2 separate regions of the Triticum aestivum genome follow, and region 1 is linked to region 2. The links are chromatin contacts, called in public Hi-C maps. All regions are on one chromosome and are shown on one strand. Each heading gives the region's core, a stretch centred on a gene start, on an enhancer-like site or on the middle of the called end of the contact. The rest is flanking DNA. Distances are from core to core; before and after follow the strand shown.

The links. A called contact is a pair of places that touch in the nucleus more often than the background predicts.
Region 1: a Hi-C map of leaf shows a contact between it and region 2, with 3 times the contacts expected there. The contact joins the promoter of LOC123053120 here to the enhancer-like site in region 2. A contact is called at or near these places in 4 of 5 Hi-C or Micro-C datasets (leaf and root).

What each region holds. Positions count from the first base shown.
Region 1 is chr2D:353,304,805-353,309,565 of IWGSC CS RefSeq v2.1, forward strand. It overlaps LOC123053120 (violaxanthin de-epoxidase, chloroplastic), which reads right to left and starts at 3,274. Exons shown (of 6, transcript XM_044476522.1): 1 at 3,010-3,274; 2 at 2,389-2,589; 3 at 2,061-2,233; 4 at 1,808-1,904; 5 at 1,333-1,724; 6 at 428-1,243. The coding sequence starts at 2,577. The coding sequence ends at 730.
Region 2 is chr2D:353,267,615-353,272,549 of IWGSC CS RefSeq v2.1, forward strand. No RefSeq gene overlaps it. Among protein-coding and RNA genes, the nearest start is that of LOC123053118, 16 kb to the left of the region's middle. Within about 2 kb of position 3,362, at least 1 of the 8 cell types and tissues checked has an H3K27ac peak or open chromatin away from gene starts, as enhancers often do. A contact at or near this core is called in leaf, where this site is marked.

The DNA of each region.
Region 1 (4,761 bases), core at 2,024-4,523, 37 kb after region 2:
ACGAGAAGTTTGCACATTGTTGGGAGCGAGATTATATGTATATCTGATCGGTTGCGCTGTACTTCATTACGGTTGCACTAAAATTAAGTACAAAATTCTTGTAGGTTGTATTAAACCCCCTGAGTTAACCCCGTATGTTCGTTCCCTCGCCAAATGGATACCGCTGTTTAAATTTTTTATGTCGGTTTTGTTTACAAGAGCATAGAAGTCCGAAAAAAGTTTGTCCGTACCCCACTGTTTCTATTTGAGCTACTGCTGAAGACTGATTTTAAACTTGCTGAATACCATCAAGTTTTCTAAAGAGCTTCTTGTGGAGAAAAAGTTAACAAGATTATGAGATTTTTTTGATAACAAAAAACATTTGGTATGGTTAGCATTTTACATAAATTAAGAACCTAAATTGCCATAAAAAAGGAGAATAACGGAATTTGAACTATCCCCAGAAACAGGTATATAATTAATCCAGAGTATAATGGGAACAGTTGTATACATTTATATACCTTCTTTGGACAAAAAATTTACATACTTACTGATGCTTTACACATAAGCTAATCTGGTAACATGTTGCGCCAGTGGGTAAAACATTATCAGATTCAAAAATTTGATTTCTGTTGAAGAATCTGTTGCTGTAGGTATTGCCTCGACAATTAGAATCTACTTTGCTCACCACTGGATGGCACCCTGTTCTGCAATTCTCCTTGCATAGGCAGGAGTGGCTGCTGGGGGTAGCTATCTTAGCTTCCTTATCGGCAGGGAGCGGCTGAAGAGCTCCTCGACCTCGGTCGCCTCCAAGTTCAGCTGATCCAAAATTTCCATCTCCTCTTTGCTCAAACCCTGAAAGAAGTTCATCACATCCTGTTTGACCTCCATGATGCCATCTGCCAACCTCTTAACCAGTGTCTCCTCCTCCCTCTCCAGCTCCTTGACCTCTCCCTCGATCTCCCCTTCGATCTCCTTTACCTCATCAACGATGAGCTTCTCCCCTTTCTCAACAGTCCTCTCGATTCTATCGGCAAGAGGAGGCTCGGCACCACAGGTGTTGTCTGTCCTGATAAATGTGGAGAAGTCCTGCCCTACGCTTTTCGCAGCCCTTTCTAGCTCGGGGACTATTGTCTCAGGTAATTCCTTGCTTCTTGTGTACACAACAGCGCCACCATATCCATCCCATGCGTCATTTCTTCCACGGTAGTATACAAATATGTAGTCATCGTCCTTGTTCTCTATTTTCGATGAGAGAATGTACCTACAGCAAACAAATGTTCAGCTGATAGACTCGAGTACTACAGCAATGGTATAATTTCAGAGTGTGGTGGGGACTTGGGAGGGATATACCAGTCATCTTGATAGTGCAGGTACTCGTTGTCATGGTTATACAATATTGCTGGTTGTGAGGGATCCTGCACGAACCGCTGCACGGCCCCCCTGGTGAAGAAGCCGGAGTCGGGGGTGGGAATTCTCCATGCCAAATTTGCAATAAGTCTGTCTCCCTCGAGACGAAACTCGTGAAGCTGGCAATCGAACGTGTCAAAAGTAGGATTTAGGCCACTTGAAATGTACCACTTGCCTCTAAAATCTGCCATGTTGAAGTTCTTGACAAGGGCAGATGGATCAGGGACGGGGAACTCCCCAACATCAGACTTTTTGGGGACACATTTTTTGCGTGAAACGGCGCACTCGTTGAATTCATCGACCACGCTGTTCTCGAACAGATCGCCACATTTGATCTATGGGATGACAAAGCACAAGAAAATGTTAACTTTTTTCCGAGACATGGAGCTGGATCCATGGTTCTGGAACACTGAATTACCTGGCATTCAGTCTCGTCAGGTCGATTGTTGCATGTATTTAAGCATGCCACATTTGCTGCACATGATGGGTTGGCTATGCATTTTGCCAGCTCGATCCTGAAATTGTTATCATTTTGGTTTAAGTGCGGAAAACATGAACATAACAGATCTGCATAACTTAATTGTTCTTTCTAGTATGGAAACAAGAAATTTGGGTTGAATTCAACAGAATAAACCGTATTGCGACATATTCCGGCTTGTGTAGGGTCACACCTGCATTCCTTGAGCAGGCAAGTGCATGTCTTGAGAGCATCAGTGGCACCGGCAGAAGGGACTAGCAGAACCACACATGCCGCCAGCCCTGTCACCGAGACCAGTTGCAGTTTGCTCCAGCTCTTGATGGCATTGAAAACATCTGGTACTTGAAGCAATGTGTGTACCTTAATCTGTCAAATGCAAAAGAGAAACAAAATCATGTTGCTTTGTTTGTTTGTTTCCTTAATAAAAAAAGGGAAACGGAAAAGCATCATGCCTGTCTCAGCAGCATAACAAGAAGGGAAGCAAACTTGTTATTATCAAGAAACGAGCAATCAGCAATCACCTCGGACAATCGAGCGGTGCTTATTTGCAGGTGATCGGTCCTCCATAGGCTAGCCCTGACGCAACACCGGTGGAAGCTGAGGCCGGTGCGGCTCCTGCTGGCTGCACCTCTGGAGCCGGGACCGTGGAGAACGCTGGAGGAGGAGCCTTCGGCTGGGAAGACGTGTTTAAAGCACTGCCGCGACAACATTTGCGCAGCAGTCTGCGTATCCAGAGAAAAATTTAAATTTCAGTATGCCAGAAAACACACTGCAAAGAACCTACGTGCATCAGACTGGACGATAATGAAACATAAAATTACAATTCTGAAGACAAGATCCCTCATCTGTTCCATAAACAATTGGTTACGTTTTAGTGCTGGAGATTGCACAAGAACAACTAACTCTACCACTGGTCATTTTCAGAAATAGCAAGAAGAAGAAAAAGTCCCCAACTCAGGCGGTAAGCCCGGAGCCAAGGAATCAAGCACTTATCCAAACCAGATTTCTTTCCGGGAGAAAAAAGAAATCCACGGCCAATCGAATCACTCCCAAAATTAAGCTCGCCTGCGAAAGTAGGAGATGCGGAAATGGCAAGAGAAGGCAGGCGAGAGGGCGGCGGGGAGAGGAGGCCGAGAAAGAACCTGAGCCGCCGCCGCCGTGACGCCGAACAGAGCGTAGGAGACGGAGATTGGGATAGTGTGGATGGATGGATAACACGGTGAGGCAAGCTTGGCTATGCGAAGAAGCGCGCGGGAGCGGGTGGGAATGGAGTGGAGAGACGTGGCCGACGTGTGCCGCGGAGCACCAGAGGCACAGGCCGGGTGGAGCTCCGATCCGATAAGCGCAAGCGGGTCTGTCAGATCCCAAGATCGATCAGGAACGATGTTTTTTCTCTCTCGAATACACACAGCATGCTTATCATATCATAGTATTAAAAAGAGAAAATGGAAACAGAGACCAGTGTAAAAGCTAGGATTTGGAAAAGTGCACAACACCTAATACGGGTGTGGCTATATATATATATATATATATATATATATATATATATATATATATATATATATATATATATATATATATATAGTGTTACTATTCATCATCCAGGGTGCAGAATAAATTATTCTTCACCCGAGGTAATCTTACGATCATTTCATAATTAAATTACGTTTGGAATTCAAATAGTTACATTCTTATTGATTCACTACGTAAAATTTGGCATAAAAAATAAAAATATAGGGCATAAGACAAGAAAATTTGCAGTTTATGTGTATTTTACACTATGTTTTTACGTTTGTAATTTTACATAACATAAAATATTTTTTACGACGATTATATATTTTCTTACGGTCTCTTTTTACGTCAGAAATAAGACAAAACTTACTAAACGTAAAATTACGATGCATTGATGGTAAAATAAAGGGGGGTGAAGAATAACTATTCCTCGCCCAGGGTGACGACATGTACAAATACAGGCTACAAAGATATACACAGAAACTACTTATAAACATTATCTAACACCCTCCCTCAATCTTAATTATGGGTTGAAGTACAAAGTAAGTTAAAATTGCGCCTACAACCTTCAAACTGTGGTTGTGGAAGTGGTTTCGTAAAGATGGCAGCAAATTGATCTTTAGAGGAGATGAACTTGATATGAAGAAGATTCTCTGCAACACGTTCCCTCACAAAGTGATAGTCAACTTCTATGTGCTTCGTACGAGCATGAAAAACTGGATTAGATAAAAGATACGTCGCGCCAATATTATCAAACCAAAGAACTGGTGGCTGCTCTTGAGAGACTCCCAACTCTCTCAACAGAGACTGTACCCAAATAAGCTCAGTTGTGGCATTGGCAACTGCCTTGTACTCTGCTTCAGTGCTACTCCGAGATACTGTTACCTGCTTGCACGCACTCCAGGCGATCAAGTTGCGACCAAAGAAGACAACATAGCCCCCCGTTGGTCACCGTTCATCCAGGCTCCCAGCCCAATCTGCATCAGAGAACGCCGAGAGAGCACTCGAGGAGGTAGACCGAAGATGCAAGCCATAGGAGACAGGATGAGAGATGTAACGCAGTATACGCTTCGCAACTGACCAGTGTGAAGTCTGAGGAGCATGAAGATACTGGCACACACGGTTGACCGCATAGGAGATGTCCGGTCGTGTGATAGTCAAGTACTGCAAACCACCAACAATATTGCGGTACTCTGTAGCATCATCAGAAGGAAGCAGGCACCATCCAAGGCCGAGAACCGACCAGTCGTAGACATAGGGGTGGTAGCATGCTTGCATTGCAACATACTAGCATGTCGCAGTAAGTCCAGCAGGGGACTGTGAAACCTCCAGACCAAGGAAGCAATGAAGAGCACCCAGATCCTTGACAGCAAAATGACCAC
Region 2 (4,935 bases), core at 2,112-4,611:
CTAAATTGAAGGCCATGCCCTGCTAGATGATGTCTTGAAAGGCGAGGTGGGCAACCTTGACATGCGTCATTCTTTTGCCATTGAAAATGTGACGGCCTGTTCTTTCCAAATGTTACACATGGTGTAGATGAAGTGGCTTCTATGCTTGCAACTTTTGCCCTTTCATCGTAAAAAAAAAATGTGCCCTTTTTCATATACGCACAAGTGTGCGTACTATATTATAAAGAAGGAATCGGGGTAAAGAGCCCGTCCACGTTAGCGTTACAGATTACATATATACACTGCACACTAACTCCACCCTCCACCTTGCTCTCGTATGACTACCTACTCTCCGCTGCCCACTCCACTTCTGCAAAGAATGCTTTTATGTCTCCTCGTAGTATGACCGCTTGCTTCCACACACGGCCCTCTCGGACGATTGCATGTAGAATCCTGTTCTTTGAGGGTGTGGCTCCGTCGAAAACGGTAGAGTTGCGGTGCTTCCATAGTTGCCATAGCCCTAGGATGATGATTGCATTTGCATCCCTCTCGGCTTGTCCTCTTCCTCTCTTGTCTTGACACTATGCACTGAGGCTTTCGGTCGCAGTAGGTACCCACTCCGGCTTGCGTAAGGGATGGCAGATCGCGGTCCACACTTCGCGTGCGACGACACACTGAAGTAGAATGTGCTTTATGCTCTCCTCTTCTTGGTTGCACATTGGGCAGCAATCTTGATGGTGAAGTCCACGTCTTGTCAGCCGATCGGATGTCCAGCACCTGTGCTGGATCGCGAGCCATGTGAAGAAGCGACAGGGCGCCGGTGCCTTGGATTTCCAAGTGAATTCGGCTGTGGGGACGACCTGCTTGCCCGAGAACTTGGCTGCATAGGAAGTCCTCGCTGAATAGCATCCGCTTGCTTCCCATGACCAAGAGATGATATCGCACTGCGTTGGGTCAAGTTCGACCCTTTGGATCATGCTCCACAATTGTAGGTACTCCCGTAACGAGTCAGCTGATACCTCCGGGCTCACTTGGGCGACCCAACAGTCGTTCAGAAGCGCCTGGGATACGGTGTATGTGCTTCTTATTCTCTTCCTGACTCGCCCATAGGTCAAGGGTGCAATCTCCATGATCCGGTGTCCTTCGAGCCATCTATCCTCCCAAAAGAGTGTTGCATTTCCATCTCCTAGGATCCAGTGAGCAGCCGCGTTGAAGATTTGCCTTGAAGCTTTTGGCACAGCGATGTCAAATTCTGCCCATGGTCACGATGTGTCTGATCGTTGCAACCAAGGCCACCTTGTCTGCACAGCTTTGTTCATCCATCCTAGGTTGGGTATGCCTAGTCGACCCGCCCATTTGGGGGCGCATACAGTTTCCCAAGCGACCGCGCAGCTGCCGCCGGACGAGTTTGCCTTAGCGCACCATAGGAAACTGCGACAAATTCTGTTCATTGCTGAAATTGTCTTCTGCGGGAGGTCGAGCGCCATCATCGCATGTAGCGGGATCGCACATAGCACAGATTGAACAAGAAGCATTCTTCCACTCTTTGGCATCTTTGCTGCTTTCCACTTTAGCAACGCCGTCGCGAGTTGATCCACAAGGCCTGATAGCCGTACATGGGACTGCTTCCTCAGCGTGAGCGGCAGCCCAAGATATTTGCATGGGAAGGCACCCCTCGGGCATCCAAGTGTTCGCTCCACAGTTTCCATGATCTCAGCAAAGCATCGTATAGGATAGACAGCGCTCTTGGCAAGGTTGACGCGAAGGCCTGATGCCTCTCCAAACAGAGTAAGAAGTGAGGCGCATGTGTTCAAATCCCGCTCGTTTGTCTTGAGGAAGATCATTACGTCGTCGGCAAACATCGAGAGGCGGTGGTGCAGCCCTGTTCTTGCAAGCGGAGCGAGCAGTCCCCTAGCGGTCGCGAGCTCAAACATGCGGTGCAAGGGCTCCATGATAAGAATGAACAGCATTGGGGATAGTGGGGCACCTTGCCTCAAGCCCACGGTGTTGTAGATTGGCCGTCCCGGCGTACCGTTGACCATGATCCTTGTTGATGTGCTTGCCAGCATCCCACAAATCCACATGATCCATCGCTCCCCAAATCCAGCCTTGCGTAGTACTTCTAATAGGAAGGGCCATTGCACCGAGTCAAACGCTTTTGATATGTCAAGCTTGAGCATAATGGCTGGGTCCCGTAGGGCGTGGAGCCTTCGTGCCGTGCATTGGACGAGAATGAAATTGTCGTGGATGGATCGCCCATGCACGAAGGCCCTTTTCCATATATCAGAATACAAAGTTCAACTAGGCATCAATGCTAGATGAATTATGCGATGACACCGCCGATGAATGTCATCCCTCAATTGAGCGAGACGACGGACCTTGGAGGTGAAAGGATAGTCCTTGCAAAGGTGGGCGGCAGATTCAAGATGGCCCAAGGCATAGATGGCGGGACGAGTCGTGTGAGGAGAACTACCACACATGCCTAGAGAATTATGTGTATGCAGAGCATGAGAAGAGTGCAATTCGGATCTCTACGAGTGCTTTTCATACCTTTTTCGTTGAGAAGTTGGAGTAGGTTCCAAAAAACTGAGCCTTGTATACTGAGTTGGTAGAATATCTCACCTTTTGGTCAAAGCAGTTTGACTCTCGTGGAGTAAAGCAGTTGGCCACGAGCTTGCATGCAAAATGTCGGACATCCTATGGATGAGCACGACGGGTTGATAATCGCCGGCTCCAACGGCTTCAACCATTTTGAGACAAAGGATGACGCTGACAGAGTTAATGACTCGGTTATGAAGACGAGAAAATGAATCCCCGATATTGCCACGTCAAACTAAAACTCGCTCCAATACTAATAATCGTCGTCATGTGGTCTACAAATCTAGATATAATTATTTTACTTTTGTTGTCCTTTGTAAAGAAAAAAACTAAAACCTGATTGACCGTAACAATTTTTTTGCAGGAAGGAACATCATTTTCTTAGACAAAATTGTTTTGAATTATTTTGTCCAGTCAAAACACTGGCATGTTTTCCCCGCAAAATAAAAACACCCGTATCTTTAACATCTTGCTGGCTCTTTGCAAACTAAAGAGGTTGGGTCAACGTCGATTTTCTCATAGTATAAACTATCCTGATCAATCAGGGAACTACTTTGGACTAAAACCATGGCAGCAACCAGTAATTATTAAACAGAGGTTAATGTAAAAAAACATCGATTTTTTAGCTGCAAAAAAGAAATGTCAAAAAACATTATGTATTTTGATACGAAGGGAGTAACGTAAAGTCTAAAGTATCCATGTATGATGAATCGGTTCCTAGGACGTACCCAGGATCGAAAGAAGCGTGGCATACCTCATGACAGCTGACCTGGGTGGATGCTATGGTATGGACATGTACGGTCGTTCAAAGCTTGGAAATACGGTCAACATACACCAGTTTGGTCCGGGTCTAGACTGAACGAAGAAAAGAAAATACTACTATGTGCAAACCCTTGTGCTCGACCAACTAGCTAGTCATATAACTCATCTAAACAAAGCTGCCGATGACCATTTTGTCCTCTGGGAGAAACGCACGTGCACACACTATAGAATCTTCCGCCCTGCTGGCTGCTGCGACTATATACGTAGTATTAATGAACGAATACTGTTTAAGCCAAGATCAGAAGGTCGACCGCGGATGGCAAATAAAAGCCGGGGAGCATGTGGATGCGCCGCTGCTGGCGACTTGACTTTGACTGTGTACGTCCGTCCGTCCGTTCGAAATTATGTAGGGCGTGTGATCATGCACGCATGCCAACTGCGATCAAGTCATCAAGGCGTGTAATCATGAAAGAAACACCACCGACGGGCGATGGAGTCGTTTCCCAACATCACAAACCATGCAACGAGTGATGCGTTTCGAATTGAGCACTGTGGAAATCTATCGGTACAGTGGCAACTTCAAGCGATAATTGCATCATAATCAGTTATTGTTTGCATCATTATGTGGGTCTTTTCATGTGTTAACTCAAGTTTATTCTAAAGATCTCGATGAGAAATAAGAAAAAAAATGCAATCCAAATGATACTACTAGCATACTGGGGAGGCAGATCCTCTCAATGACAAATATCAAGCAAAGTAGTTTAATCTTCCTCCATTCACAAATATAAGATGTTTTGAATATTTCAATATGGCCTACGCACGGACTGAAACGAGTGAACAAACATCCTAATACGTATCTATATACATTCGGTTCACCAAAAAGTTAGAACATCTCATATTTGTGTGTGTGTGTGTGTGGGGGGGGGGGGTGGTATCTTTTTGTTGTGTTAGATATTTTCTAACGTTTATTTCTTGGCACACGACCTTCACAATAATTTCAATTGGCAACCCATTTAGCATGAATATGGTACGTAACATCTGTTGGGGAACGTAGCAGAAATATAAAATTTTCTACGTATCACCAAGATCAATCTATGGAGTCATCTAGCAACGAGAGAGGGGAGTGCATCTACATACCCTTGTAGATCGCGCGCGGAAGCGTTCAAGAGAACGGGGTTGATGGAGTCGTACTCGTCGTGATCCAAATCACCGATGATCCTAGCGCCGAACGGACGGCACCTCCGCGTTCAACACACGTACGGAGCGGGGACGTCTCCTCCTTCTTGATCCAGCAAGGGGGAGGAGAAGTTGATGGAGATCCAGCAGCACGACGACGTGGTGGTGGAAGTAGCGGGATCCCGGCAGGGCTTCGCCAAGCGCAAGTGGGGAGGAAGAGGTGTCACGGGAGGGAGGGAGGCGCCAGGGCTTGGGGTGCTGCTCCCATGCGCCTCCCCACTATATATAGGGGTGGAGGGGGCTGGTTTCTTGCCCTCCAAGTCCCATTGGGGCGTTGGCAAAGGTGGGGGAAAGAAATCCCATCATTTCCCTTCCCCACCGATTGTTATCCCCCCCTTTTTAGGGATCTTGATCTTATCC